4 separate regions of the Sus scrofa genome follow, and regions 1, 2 and 4 are each linked to region 3. Evidence: chromatin contacts called from public HiChIP or PLAC-seq data. All regions are on one chromosome and are shown on one strand. Each heading gives the region's core, a stretch centred on a gene start, on an enhancer-like site or on the middle of the called end of the contact. The rest is flanking DNA. Distances are from core to core; before and after follow the strand shown.

What was found. HiChIP or PLAC-seq counts read pairs in DNA pulled down with a chosen protein or histone mark.
Region 1: a contact with region 3 is called in an H3K27ac HiChIP or PLAC-seq map of alveolar macrophages. The contact joins two enhancer-like sites. A contact is called at or near these places in 2 of 2 datasets of contacts at active chromatin or transcription factors (alveolar macrophages and skeletal muscle).
Region 2: an H3K27ac HiChIP or PLAC-seq map of alveolar macrophages shows a contact between it and region 3. The contact joins two enhancer-like sites. A contact is called at or near these places in 2 of 47 Hi-C or Micro-C datasets (embryonic fibroblasts and epiblast stem cells) and 1 of 2 datasets of contacts at active chromatin or transcription factors (alveolar macrophages).
Region 4: a contact with region 3 is called in an H3K27ac HiChIP or PLAC-seq map of alveolar macrophages. The contact joins two enhancer-like sites. A contact is called at or near these places in 1 of 47 Hi-C or Micro-C datasets (heart right ventricle) and 1 of 2 datasets of contacts at active chromatin or transcription factors (alveolar macrophages).

What each region holds. Positions count from the first base shown.
Region 1 is chr1:107,537,201-107,540,582 of Sscrofa11.1, forward strand. All of the region lies in intron 2 of ZNF609 (zinc finger protein 609), which reads right to left. Among named protein-coding and RNA genes, the nearest start is that of ZNF609, 44 kb to the right of the region's middle. Within about 2 kb of position 1,966, at least 3 of the 83 cell types and tissues checked have an H3K27ac peak or open chromatin away from gene starts, as enhancers often do. A contact at or near this core is called in alveolar macrophages, where this site is marked.
Region 2 is chr1:107,556,393-107,559,489 of Sscrofa11.1, forward strand. The region is part of intron 1 of ZNF609 (zinc finger protein 609); the gene reads right to left. Among named protein-coding and RNA genes, the nearest start is that of ZNF609, 25 kb to the right of the region's middle. Within about 2 kb of position 1,834, at least 1 of the 83 cell types and tissues checked has an H3K27ac peak or open chromatin away from gene starts, as enhancers often do. A contact at or near this core is called in alveolar macrophages, where this site is marked.
Region 3 is chr1:107,370,321-107,373,603 of Sscrofa11.1, forward strand. The region is part of intron 3 of ZNF609 (zinc finger protein 609); the gene reads right to left. Among named protein-coding and RNA genes, the nearest start is that of OAZ2, 47 kb to the left of the region's middle. Within about 2 kb of position 1,846, at least 1 of the 83 cell types and tissues checked has an H3K27ac peak or open chromatin away from gene starts, as enhancers often do. A contact at or near this core is called in alveolar macrophages, where this site is marked.
Region 4 is chr1:107,507,865-107,510,879 of Sscrofa11.1, forward strand. All of the region lies in intron 2 of ZNF609 (zinc finger protein 609), which reads right to left. Among named protein-coding and RNA genes, the nearest start is that of ZNF609, 74 kb to the right of the region's middle. Within about 2 kb of position 1,632, at least 12 of the 83 cell types and tissues checked have an H3K27ac peak or open chromatin away from gene starts, as enhancers often do. A contact at or near this core is called in alveolar macrophages, where this site is marked.

The DNA of each region.
Region 1 (3,382 bases), core at 716-3,215, 170 kb after region 3:
CTGTAAATTTCCACTACAGAGGATCTCAAGATTTTTTTCTGTCAGAAAATATTTTTGAACAGTAAACAGGCAACTGGATAATCTGTTTAAGATAATCAAATCAGAGCCCTTTGTGGCACAGTGGGTTAAGGATCCAGCGTGGTGACTGCAGTGGCTCAGGTTGCGGTTGTGACATGAATTCAATCCCTGGCCAGGGAACTTTCACATACCATGGATGCAGCCAAAAACAAAACAAAACCAAGAAACCTCCTTTAAAAAAAAATCAAATTTCAGTGACTGGCAAAAGAAAAAAAGAAAAAAGAAAGACCAATGTGAATGGTTTGGGCTTCAAAGTTATTCCATCCATTGAATATACACTCTAGAGGCAACCAAAGATGGCAGACTTGAACTGCCTGTTCACTTATCTGGCTTCCATTCCCATGTGTCTCCTCACAGTGTGAGCATTTTGTCAGAGTTACGATAATTCTAGTATTTACAAATACATATTTTTCATCAACACTGTACTTAAGCACAAGTCAGCTTTTACATTAGAACTTAACTGAAGAAAAAATTGTTTGTTTTAATGCTAAAACAAACCATTGTGTAGAATTTACAAAGCCAGTATAGCAATCTCCAGCATGGCATCACCTCAAGTAATTTTCAAGAGTACTTTTTTTTTTTTGTCTTTTTGCCTTTTCTAGGGCCACTCCCACAGCATATGGAGGTTCCCAGGCTAGGGGTCCAATCAGAGCTGCAGCCGCTGGCCTACGCCACAGGCACAGCAACTTGGGATCCGAGCCGAGTCTGCGACCTACACCATAGCTCACGGCAACGCCAGATCCTTAACCCACTGAGCAAGGCCAGGGGTCGAACCCGAAACCTCGTGTTTCCTAGTCGGATTCGTCAACCACTGCACCACAACGGGAACTCCTCAAGGGTACTTTTTGACCAAGTACTTCAAACCCTCACTGTAGAACCTGATCCTTGTAAGGGACGGAAATCGACAGGAGAGACATTAGAGGCAAATAAAAATAAAAGAATTTCTCAACCTGTTTCTGAAATTATAATAAGCAATCACATTCTCAATCTAAGCACATATGTATAAGCAAAGTGAAAAATGCCTTATGGCATATTTTATCAAAAACAGACACTCGACCAGATGTTTAGAAATCTGTATACTAATAGAATTAAGTTCTAGTCTAACAGGGTGTATATAAATGTGTAGTCACTTTATATGATGACTTCTTCCCCACATTTGCCAATTTTTTCTCCTCCTGTGCAGTAGTATATGCATATTCCAAAAATTACAAAGATCCATCTAAAGTACAGATTAATATAAATTTTGAGAGCATACTACATATATCAGTACTAAATACCTAATACATGTATCATGACTAAAAAACATGTCGTAAACTTTATTATATAGAAATTTAAGGTTATATAATTATAGTTCTGTTCCAAACACACCACTCCATAATGATTTTAACTATAAGTTTGCAGTATATTCAAGTATGCGTTCATCTCTGATAACAATTAGCATTCTAATTATAATTACTCTTCCTTGGCTAAGAGACTTAAAATCTCAGCAGAGAGATACTTTATACTCAAAAACATTTAATTCTCTTCCTGATTTCAAAGAAATAGTACATGTTTTGAAAAAAAAAGTAAATAACTTAGGGAACCTCTACTATTTCTGTGAAGTGATGTGCTCTTTTCTTAAAACAGCATGTTTAATTTGAATGTATCCAGAAGCAGGCTCAGAAGTAAGATCTTTATCAGATAACTGCATTATTTTGTTTTGGGGTGTCATGGATTTCTGTAAAATTAACACCAATTGTCTAACATAAGCACAGAAATACACTCACAAATCAAAGAGAAAAGAAGCTGCTTTTGGATTAGGGATAAATTTAGATTATCTAAGCCTGTCTTCTGTTCCCTTCCAATTTTTTTTTTCTTTTTTTTTAAGGGCCACACCCATGGCACATGGAAGTTTCCAGGCTAGAGGTCGAATTGGAGCTGCAGCTGCTGGCCTAGGCCACACCCAACACCAGACCCAAGCCACGTCTGTGACCTACATCACAGCTCGCAGCAACACCGGATCCTTAACCCTTTGATCAAGGCCAGGGATCAAACCCGAATCCTCATGGATATTAGTTGGGTTCATTACCGCTGAGCCACAATTCCTCTCTTCCAATTTAAGTATAAAAAATATCACCAGTTGCCTATATTTGGCAAAATATATCATGTTATAGGAATTCTGCTCACATTTGCCTTAAAAAATCTGGGACAACAATTTTAAAATGAATCAGTAACACTGATATGGATGTTCTACTTTAACAGCTATAACTATCAAAATTTTATTAATTAGTTCTCCTAATTAAGCAGATAATGAGAAGTCAGATTCATTATAGCTATATTCCTAAATGACTGATCCCTAACACAATGCAATGACTGAGCAATGAAAAAGGAGAGTTGGAGGAGACTCTTGAGCATGCTATAAGACACCTGAGGATCCTACGATCTCTAAAGTGCAGTGCATTGCTCTATCTGGAAACGGCAAAAAACAAGGACAGCTTTTAAAGCTTCCCTGGCTAAATGAGTAACAAGGATTTCCAAAGGATGTATAGTAAAACCAAAGTCCTTTCCACAACGGCAGTGGGTTTTTGTTTTGTTTTGTTTTGTTTTTTGTCATTTCTGGGCTGTTCCCGCAGCATATGGAGGTTCCCAGGCTAGGGGTCTAATCGGAGCTGTAGCTGCCAGCCTACGCCAGAGCCACAGCAACGCGGGATCTGAGCCACGTCTGCAACCTACACCACAGCTCACGGCAACACCGGATCGTTAACCCACTGAGCAAGGGCAGGGATCGAACCCGCAACCTCATGTTCCTAGTCGGATTCGTTAATCACTGCACCACGACGGGAACTCCAACGACAGTGGTTTTTAACTAAGAGGTACATTAAAAGAACTTGTTGAAGTTTTAAAAAATAAGTATATGTTTGGGGTTCCCAGCCCAAAATATTTCACTTTGGTAGGATGCTTTTACTTTGCAAAAGTTCCAGAAGGGATTGTGACATATGCCTCCAGTTGAGAAGCTTCAGCACAAGAGATTCTTCATCCTGAATGTTAATTTTTCTAACCTCATGCTACTTAGGTTGGTATATGATGAATACATATACCTCTTCCCTACAGTACTCTGTACCTTTCACTAAGGTTTGAGTCAGTGCAGTTAAGTACTTCTAAAGAAACATATCAACTAGGAAATAGCAACTCTGAGCTGAGTGGGCTTTTTTACAATAAAGAGAACCTATTACCGGGAGTTCTCTGGTGGTCTAGTGGTTAGGATTCAGAGCTTTCACTGCTGCAGCCTAGGTTCAATCCCTAGCCCAGGAACTGAGATCCCACA
Region 2 (3,097 bases), core at 584-3,083, 190 kb after region 3:
AGAGCTGGATAAGTGAAGTCAGCCATACAATGAGACACCAACATCAAATGCTTTCACTGACATGTGGAATCTGAAAAAAGGACAGACTGAACTTCTTTGCAGAACAGATGCTGACTCACAGACATTGAAAAACCTATGGTCTCCGGAGAAGACAGTTTCGGGGGTGGGGGGATGTGCTTGGGCTGTGGGATGGAAATCCTGTGAAATTAGATTGTTATGATCATTATACAACTACAGATGTGATAAATTCATTTGAGTAATTAAAAAAAAAGAGAGCTGGAGATGAAGAGAACAATGGTCTATGTGCATTTCCAGGTTCCACATCTTAAGTGAGATATTCATTAAATGGAGGGATATTCAAGAGTTAAATGAAAGGAGACAAACTGGTTAGCTTCAAATATACAATGGTTGCAGTACAGAAAAGAGAAACTTATTCTGTGATGCTGAGAATACAAACATGACCAATGAGTAGGAGTTACACAAAGACAGATGTTTAACTCAGGGAAAAAAAATTTATTAACCTGAAATTCTAAAAATGACCCACAACAACTTAATGAAGCTCTATCTTTATCACTGAAAGTAGTGAGGAGAAAAAGCATAATCACCTGTTAAGCAAATTACCTAAAGAATTCCTCTACGTGTGGTAGGGGGTAGTCTGGACGTGCCTAGGGCCTTTCTCAAATCTAAAATTCTACCTGTTAGATTCTACCTGTTAGATACTGCTTTCCCTCCTGGAATACCACCCAGAATTTCTGAATGACCAGGACACAAAGAAAGAGTTCTTGCTGTGTCTCAGCAGTAATGAATCTGAATAGTACCCATGAGGATTTAGGTTCAATCCCTGGCCCTACTCAGTGGGTTAAGAATTCAGTGTTGCTGGAGTTCCCGTCGTGGCGCAGTGGTTAACGAATCCGACTAGGAACCATGAGGTTGCGGGTTCGGTCCCTGCGCTTGCTCAGTGGGTTAACGATCCGGTGTTGCCATGAGCTGTGGTGTAGGTTGCAGACCCGGCTCAGATCCCGCGTTGCTGTGGTTCTGGCGTAGGCCGGTGGCTGCAGCTCCGATTCAACCCCTAGCCTGGTAACCTCCATATGCCGCAGGAGCGGCCCAAGAAATAGCAACAACAACAACAAAAAGACAAAAGACAAAAAAAAAAAAAAAGAGAATTCAGTGTTGCTGCAAACTGTGGTGTAGGTTACAGACACGGCTCAGATCTGGCATTGCTGTGGCTCTGGTGTAGGTCGGTAACTGCAGCTCTGATTCCATTCCTAGCCTGGGAACCTCCATATGCCGAGGGTGTGGCCTTAAAAAGAAAAAGAAAGAAAACTATCCTGAGGACTGACATTTTGTGGTCCTGATGTTCTATAAAGAGCCACTGTCCTATTTCTGAGGGGGTTAGGAGTTATCATAAGTGCCACTTTTCAACCTGGTGACTTTTTAGAAATTCAGCCTTCTAAACCCAGCAGGTTTCATCATAACTTTGGTGGTAACTTTCCAAAGATACACTGAAAAATTGCCATGGATTCTTTAATCAGCCTGGCTGCAGCAGCCAAACCACTTTCCATGTGCTCCCTACAGCATCCCTGGCTTTATACAACTAATAATCAACTCTGACAGGTCACTGTAGAGATATTTAACCACAGGAGGTAAGGTAACTAACATGGTAGCTAGAAATGAAAAGCACTGACCTCTTGATTCCATGGCAGAGAAAGTGCAGAATCAGAAGAACCACAAAGCACTTTCAACTTGCAAGAGCTTCTATATATATTTTCCTCTCTCCTTTCCTTCTGCCTAACTGCACTATACTTCCCTATTTAGGACCATGATTCACCAAACTTTGGAACTGCCAGTGTATTTGTGCTTTGCTTTGCACCTGATCAACAAGGAACTCCTCTCTGCATGGCTATAGCTAAGGGACCAAGACACGCCACGAGAATCACCCCCAAACCCTGTATCTATAATGATAAAAGTTCAGGAGTTCTTTTGCTGCTCAGCAGGTTAAGGGTCTGGTGTCGCTGCAGTGACCTGAGTCGCTGCTGTGGCACAGGTTCGATCCCTGGCCCAGGAACATCTACTTTACGCAGGCATGGCCAGGAAAAAAAAAATTCCAATTCCAGTTTCCTCTGGAACCCAGCTCTTCAGACTCCCAGTCCACTGACTGGTTCGTAATCACATTTCAGGTCACTGTTTTTTAATAGGGCATATGCCACAGACTACACCACTTCACTATCTCAGTAATGAACAAGGCCTCTCTTCAAGGCTAAGAATGAAAAGGCATCTTCATGTGAGGTCTTAGCCCCTACTCAGAGGACCTAAGTGGCAACTGACCCTACTTATGTCCAAACATAAGAATAGTACCTCTCTTTTTGTCCAGAGAAAAGGATCTCTTTAATTGCCAACTACCTATAGCTAACCTGGTCTAAATAGCAAGCTGTCCAATGCTGTTCCACTGAAAATTTATGTCTTCCCCTCTTCTTATGGGTTTGGATCAATCTTCTTATAATCTTTGGCCTGAGCAAGCAACAGTTGTGTTTGAGTGCATATAATCTGCATGGGGCCCACAGGTCACACACACTTGGATGTGGGGGTGATCAGTCCAGCTAGCTAGTCCTCACAAAAGCTGTAGGGACAATGAAAACAAAAAACAAAACAAAAATGCTATACTCAATTCTGGGAAGGCAGCATGAGGTAGAAAAAAAGAGCCCTGAGCTTATAATCAAGAGATGTGATTTCTGGAGTCAGATTTCCAATGATCCTAGCTAGGTTGTTAGCCAAGTTGCTTTATTAAATATTAATTTTCTTATTATAAGATGAACGGAGAATCCTCATGGTTCTAAGTATACAATGAGGATTCAAATCTGAAAAATATAAGACAACTCAAAAATGTAAATATCACAAATATTCTCATAATGTTCTAGAGTCTGAACTTAAAGAGGACTGTTTCATGGTTATATACTGTAGAGAGATCTAAAGTTTGCTTTTTTTTTTTTTTTTTTTTTGCGTTTTAGGGATGTACCAGTGGCATACGGTGTGAGGTCGAATCAGAGCTACAGCTGCCAGCCTACACCACAGCCACAGCAATGTGGGATCTCAGCCA
Region 3 (3,283 bases), core at 596-3,095:
TACCAGGTCCTACTAACCAAACCTTGTGTCACCAAACCCCAAGAAACAGACTCTTGGAGATCATGTGCCACAAGTAAAGAAAGTACCAAATCCTTAGTGGGCCTGCACATTACTTGTTACCTGCAAGTGGAGATTTCCCAGAAGTGAAGCAGACAACATCTGATGAGACAGCTTTTCCAAGAGCTTTTCCAGCACTGTGGGTTAAGTATCTAGCACTGCTGTAGCTATAGTGTACATCGCAACTATGGCTTGAATCTGATCCCTGGCCCAGGAACTCCATAGGCTGCGGGGCAGCCAATAAAAGGGTGAAATGTAAGAAATTAACAAATAGAAACTTCAATTCAATAGAGGTGGGAGGCCAGAAGAAGGCGCTCTTACACCTGTGGTAACAGCAGAGCCCACAAGGAAGGAGAAAGACTCTCTTTCCTGCCAAGGACTCAAGCATGGTTTCTTGGTTTACTGTAGCACTCTCAACTTCCCTTTCCCCCCATAAAAGTGTTTTCAATTCTTTGCCGTATAGGGACTTGCGTGTGGCTTGCCATGGCTGCACACTCCAAAGTGCAATTCTCTGCCTATCCTGAAAAAACCCATCTTTGCTGGAGAAATAACTGGCAGTTTTATTTGTTTCTGGTCAATAAGAGAAAAACTTAACTTATTCCTAGGCATAATAGGGCTTATACATAATGAGAGTCTTATTGATGTTTGAATACAATAATGGGGTTTGTTTGCTTGTTTGGGTTTTTTGTTTTTTTGTTTGTTTGTTTGTTTGCTTTTTAGGCCTGCATCCATGGCATACTGAAGCTCCCAGGCTAGGGGTCGAAAGGGAGCTGGAGCTGCCGGCCTATACCACAGCCAGAACAACATGGGATCTGAGCCAAGACTGCAACCTACACCACAGCTCACAGCAATGCCAGATCCCTAACCCACTGAGTGGGGCCAGGGACTGAACCCGTGTCCTCATGGATACCAGTCAGGTCCTTTACGACTGAGCTGCAACAGGAACTCCCACGATAATGGTTTATTTTGTGAACTAAGTATCTACTTCACCCAACTGAGTTAGTACCAGATGGGCAAGCTACTTTATCCCCTGTTGTTGGGCTAGACCTCTAGAATTTTGTGATTCTATGAAAGTCTATGAAACTCAAGCACTTAAAAGTGTATATGAATAATAAAATGCCATTTCCCTTGAAGTTTTTTGTTTGTTTTCTTCCTTTTTAGGGATGCACATGTGGCATATGGAAGTTCCCAGGCTAAGAGTTGATTAGGAGTGCGGCTGCCAGCCTATGCCAGAGTCATAGCAATATGGGATCCGAGCCACGTCTTTGACCTAAACCACAGCCCATGGCAACACTGGATCCTTAACCCACTGAGCAAGGTAGGCCAGGGATTGAACCCGCATCCTCATGGATACTAGTAAGGTTCTTAACCCATTGAGCCACAACAGGAACTCATCCCAAGGAGTTTTAACAATGACCAAAGACTTAAGCTCAAGAAAATACAAGGCATGAAATATAAAGTATGTCATGTCAGATATTATTTATCTGGTAGAAAAAAATGTATCTGAAGGTATAAATTGGTAAAAGCACTCTGGAAAATTATTATTTCTATTACATTCATGGATTTTTGTTTGTTTTGGCCATGCCCATGGCATGTAGAAGTTTCCGGGCCAGGGATCAAACTAGTGCCACATCAGTGACAACACCAGATCCTTAACCCACTGAGCCACATGGGAACTCCCAACCTCATGTACTTCTAAGAAGATCTAAAGCTAAACATACATCTACCCTATGACCCAGCAATTCTCAGAAACAAGAACTTATAGCCAACAAAAGACATGTTGTGGTATATTCATAATGTAATACTACATAGCAGTGAAGAATGAACTACTGCTACACACTACGGCATGGCTCAATCTCAGGGACATAATGTAAAGTGAAAGAAGCCAAACAAGAGCACATACCAAGTGATCAAATTAATAGTTTATCAAGATGGGAAAACTCATCTCTAATGATAAAAATCAAAATGGTGGTTACCTTCTGGGGTGGTACTGATTGCAGAGAGCATGAGAAAACCTTCTAGGGGTATTGTTTTAATTCCTGATGTAGGATGGTTACAAAGTTATATATATGTGTGTAAAAATTCATCAAACCATGAACTTAATATTTGTACATTTTATGTTATACTTCAATGAAATACCAGAGCAATCTTACAGTAGGCAGTAGGTTCTTTCTCGGTAGTATTCTACTCTAAGAGTTAAAACCTCTCTGAAATATAGTGGCCAACTTACTTTGTAAACTTCCACAGAGAAAGTCCATCCTCTCTGAGATTAATCAACAAACAATTTTTTTTATTTGCCATTTCTTGGGCCACTCCCGCAGCATATGGAGGTTCCCAGGCTAGGGGTTGAATCAGAGCTGTAGCTGCCGGCCAGCAACGTGGAATCCAAGCCACATCTGCAACCTACACCACAGCTCACGGCAACGCTGGATCCTTAACTCACTGAGCAAGGCCAGGGATCAAACCTGCAACCTCATGGTTCCTAGCCAGATTCGTTAACCACTGAGCCATGATGGGAACTCCAACAAACAATTTTTAACACCAGAAACTAACAGAACAAATCAACTCTGCTTCAAAAAGAAACAAACAAAATTTTGGTGTCAACATGTGTCAGGGAACTATATTGGGAATAAAGTGTAAAAATGTATAATAATCCCTTATTTACTGGCAACACTGCTCCTCACAGTTTTTCCAACTTGGTTTTAAGAAATAATCTCTTAATATTTAAACTGTCAAATATCTAAATTTTCCTACTGTTACTCTACCTAGAAAGGGCACAGGAAATTCATACACTGCTGGGGGGTGTATAAAGCTGATCCAACCCTGGTGGCAATCTGACATTATCTTTCAAAAAGCACATACTCTTTGACCCAATAAATCGACTTGAAGGTATTTACCCATAAATATTCTCAGTATACAAAATGAACAAAGTACTTGATGCAGCAGTGTTCATAATAGCAAAAGATAGAAATTAAGTGTCCTTTAGTGAAGGACTAAATTAAATACATATCTGTACATCCACACAATGGAACACTATACAGCTATTAAAAAGAATAAAACAATTATAAATAAACAGATATGGAACCATGTCTGAGATATACAGCAAATGAAAAAAAAAAAAAAAAAAAAGAAAAAGCAAGGTATAGAAACAGTAACTATAGTGTGCTACCATTTGTATTAAAAAACCATGTAGGAGTTCCCATGTGGCTCAGAGGGTTAAGGATCT
Region 4 (3,015 bases), core at 382-2,881, 140 kb after region 3:
CATATGCAGGTTGCCAGGATAGGGGTCAATCCGAGCCACAGTGGGTTAAGGATCTGGTGTTTCCGCTGCACCACAATGGGAACTCCAAAATCTCAATTTTTCTCAAAACTCCTACCAAAGAGTGCTTTGGTAGGAAATAATTCATTTTACCTTAAAATTTTTTTATGGAGCCCAATTACAAGCCAGACACTGGAGATACAGAGATGGAATAAGAGTCCCGGTCCTTATCCAAAGGCTCATAGACAGGGAAGGGGTAGACTGGGGAATGGAGTGAATCAGACATAAAAACAAAATGAAAATAATGCACACAAATCAGTGCTACAATAAGGTGTATAAAATAATCATGGAAGCAAAGAAAAAGGATACTCATTTGCAATCTGAAGAATACGGTTCAATTAAGCTTTACTTTCATTTGGACAAGGTCACTTATCAAAATATATTTACAAAATGAAGAAAGAGAAAGCTCCAATATGCTCCCTGAGGTTATCAAGAGATTCTGACATAAGTATGAGCTTCAAAAGTAAATCACATATCAGAGTTCCCGTTGTGGTTCAGCAGTAACAAACCCGACTAGTATCCATAAGGATGTGGGTTCGATCCCTGGCCTCGATCAGTAGGTTAAGGATCTGGGGTTGCCATGAGCTGTGGTGTAGGTCACAGACATGGCTCAGATTCTGCTTTGCTGTGGCTGTTAGCTCCAAAGTGACCCCTAGCCTGGGAACTTTCATATGCCATGGGTGCGGGCCTAAAAAGAAAAAAAAAAAAAACCCACCTATCAAAGAGCTTTTTTTCTTTTTTGGCCGCCCCGAGGCATATGGAGTTCCCAGGCCAAGGATCAGATCTGAGCCACAGTTGCAACCTAAGCCACAGCCATGGCAACATTGGAGCCTTTAACCCACTGTGCTGGGCCAAAGAATAGAATCTGCTTCCTGGTACTTCAAAGACACCTCAGATTCTTCAAACAGCTTTTTAAGTATAAAAAGAGAGAGAGAGAGAGAGAGAGAAAACAGCAAAACCTCCTCGCCCTTAAAAAACAAACAAAAAAAACTGTTGATAACCTACAGAGAATATGAAAACAAATTCTGCAAAAAATAAATATCCAGATATGCATGTCTTCCATAGGCAGACATATAATACTCCCAGTTAGTCATGAGAAATACCAATAGTAAAATCCCACATTTTTCTAGCCTACTTAATACATAATCCTAATATCCCCTTTTCCTATTCCTCGCATCCCCCTTCTTGTTTACACCCAGTATGATGTAGGGCTAACTAAATACTATCCAAAGTTCTCAGTGACAACAATTAACAACACATTTTCCGGACAGATTTGTACCCCTCTAAACATTTCTTCCCTCTAACCAAATTCTACCCACTATTTGAGTTCCACTTTCTCTATAAACCTGTTTCCTAATACTCTTCCACTGCTTTTTCCTTTCCTTTTTTTTTTTTTCCCCTTCTTCTTCTTTTTAGGGCCGCACTTGAGGCATATGGAAGTCCCCAGTTTAGGGATCAAATTGGAGCTGCAGCTGCCGGCCTACACAATAGCCACAGCAACACCAGATCTGATCTATACCACAGCTTGGGACAATGCCAAATCCTTAACTCACCGAACAAGGCCTGGGATTGAACCCACATTCTCATGGATACTAGTCAGATTCTTACCCACTGAGCCACAACGGGAACTCCTAGCTTTTTCTTTTCTGTATATCACTTTTGTGTCACTTTATAACACAAAATCTGTGTTATATAAACTATGATATCACTGTATAATATAGACCTACTATTTCATGAGTTCTGTCTCTCAATAAGGTGTGCACTGCTTTGATATACACTGCAGATTCTACTCTCAAAACTCAGCTACTTACTCTATCCCTCAAAGTTCATGGTTGCTTACAGAAATTAACTCTGGTTGACTTGAGCAAAGATGTAAGTGGGTGACTCACAGAACTCCCAGGAAGTCTGAAGAATTAGACTCAGAAGACAAGCAGGCACAGTAAGAGGCTACACAATAAGAACCAGTTACAAAATCCTGCCACATTATCAGTCTGGTAAGGACAATGCTGCATCCACCACTGAACCAGCAATGCCACTGGAGATTGGATAGTGCTGTCACCATCACTATAAACAATTCTCCATTGTTCCTTGGCATCAAGGATGACATATTCAGCTGGTGAGCTTGGGCCAAGATCTCAAACCCTTGTTGCTATCACAGTTGGTAGAGCACATGGCATTTTCTGATTTTACAGTAGGCACTGGACTTATAAGGTGAGGAAACCCCCCAAAGGCCAGAGGTTTACAACTGGCAGCGTTAAACAAAGACAAATGTTCGTTATATGTATTGAATTATTCCATCTTCCATTCTATTAAAGACATACTAATGTAAAATACTATATTCTAAATAAAAGATAGTATCTTAGGAGAAAATAAAAATTATATTTAAAATTATATTTAGGAGTTCCCATTGTTGCTCAGCGATTAATGAACCCAACTAGTATCCATGAGGACACGGGTTCGATTCCTGGCCTCGCTCGGTGGGTTGAGGATCCAGTGTTGTGACTCAGATCCCACATTGCTGTGGCTGTGGCGTAGGCCGGCAGCTATAGCTCCGATTAGACCCGTAGCCTGGGAATCTCCATATGGTGCAGGTGCGGCCCTAAAAAGACCAAAAACAAAAAAATTATATTTAATCAAAATAAGTATTACAAAAAGAAGAGCAATTATTTTTATATAGAGATGGCAATATTTGACATTTCTCAGTAACTTAAGTGTAAATACTGTCATTCAGTCAAAATAGCAGCAGTTACATCCAAATAGAAGAACAGAGATAAATAATTCTGTACTAAACTGGAGAAGACAGATCTGGTAAAAGAAAAACTCTATAAGCACTCTCACAATTTCAACCATCTCTTTAAAAACTTGCATGTCAGATACTGGAGATAGAGGCAGAAGCTTAGAGTCTAATAAACAGAAAACAAACATGAAACCAATTAAATATAATACATATTATATATG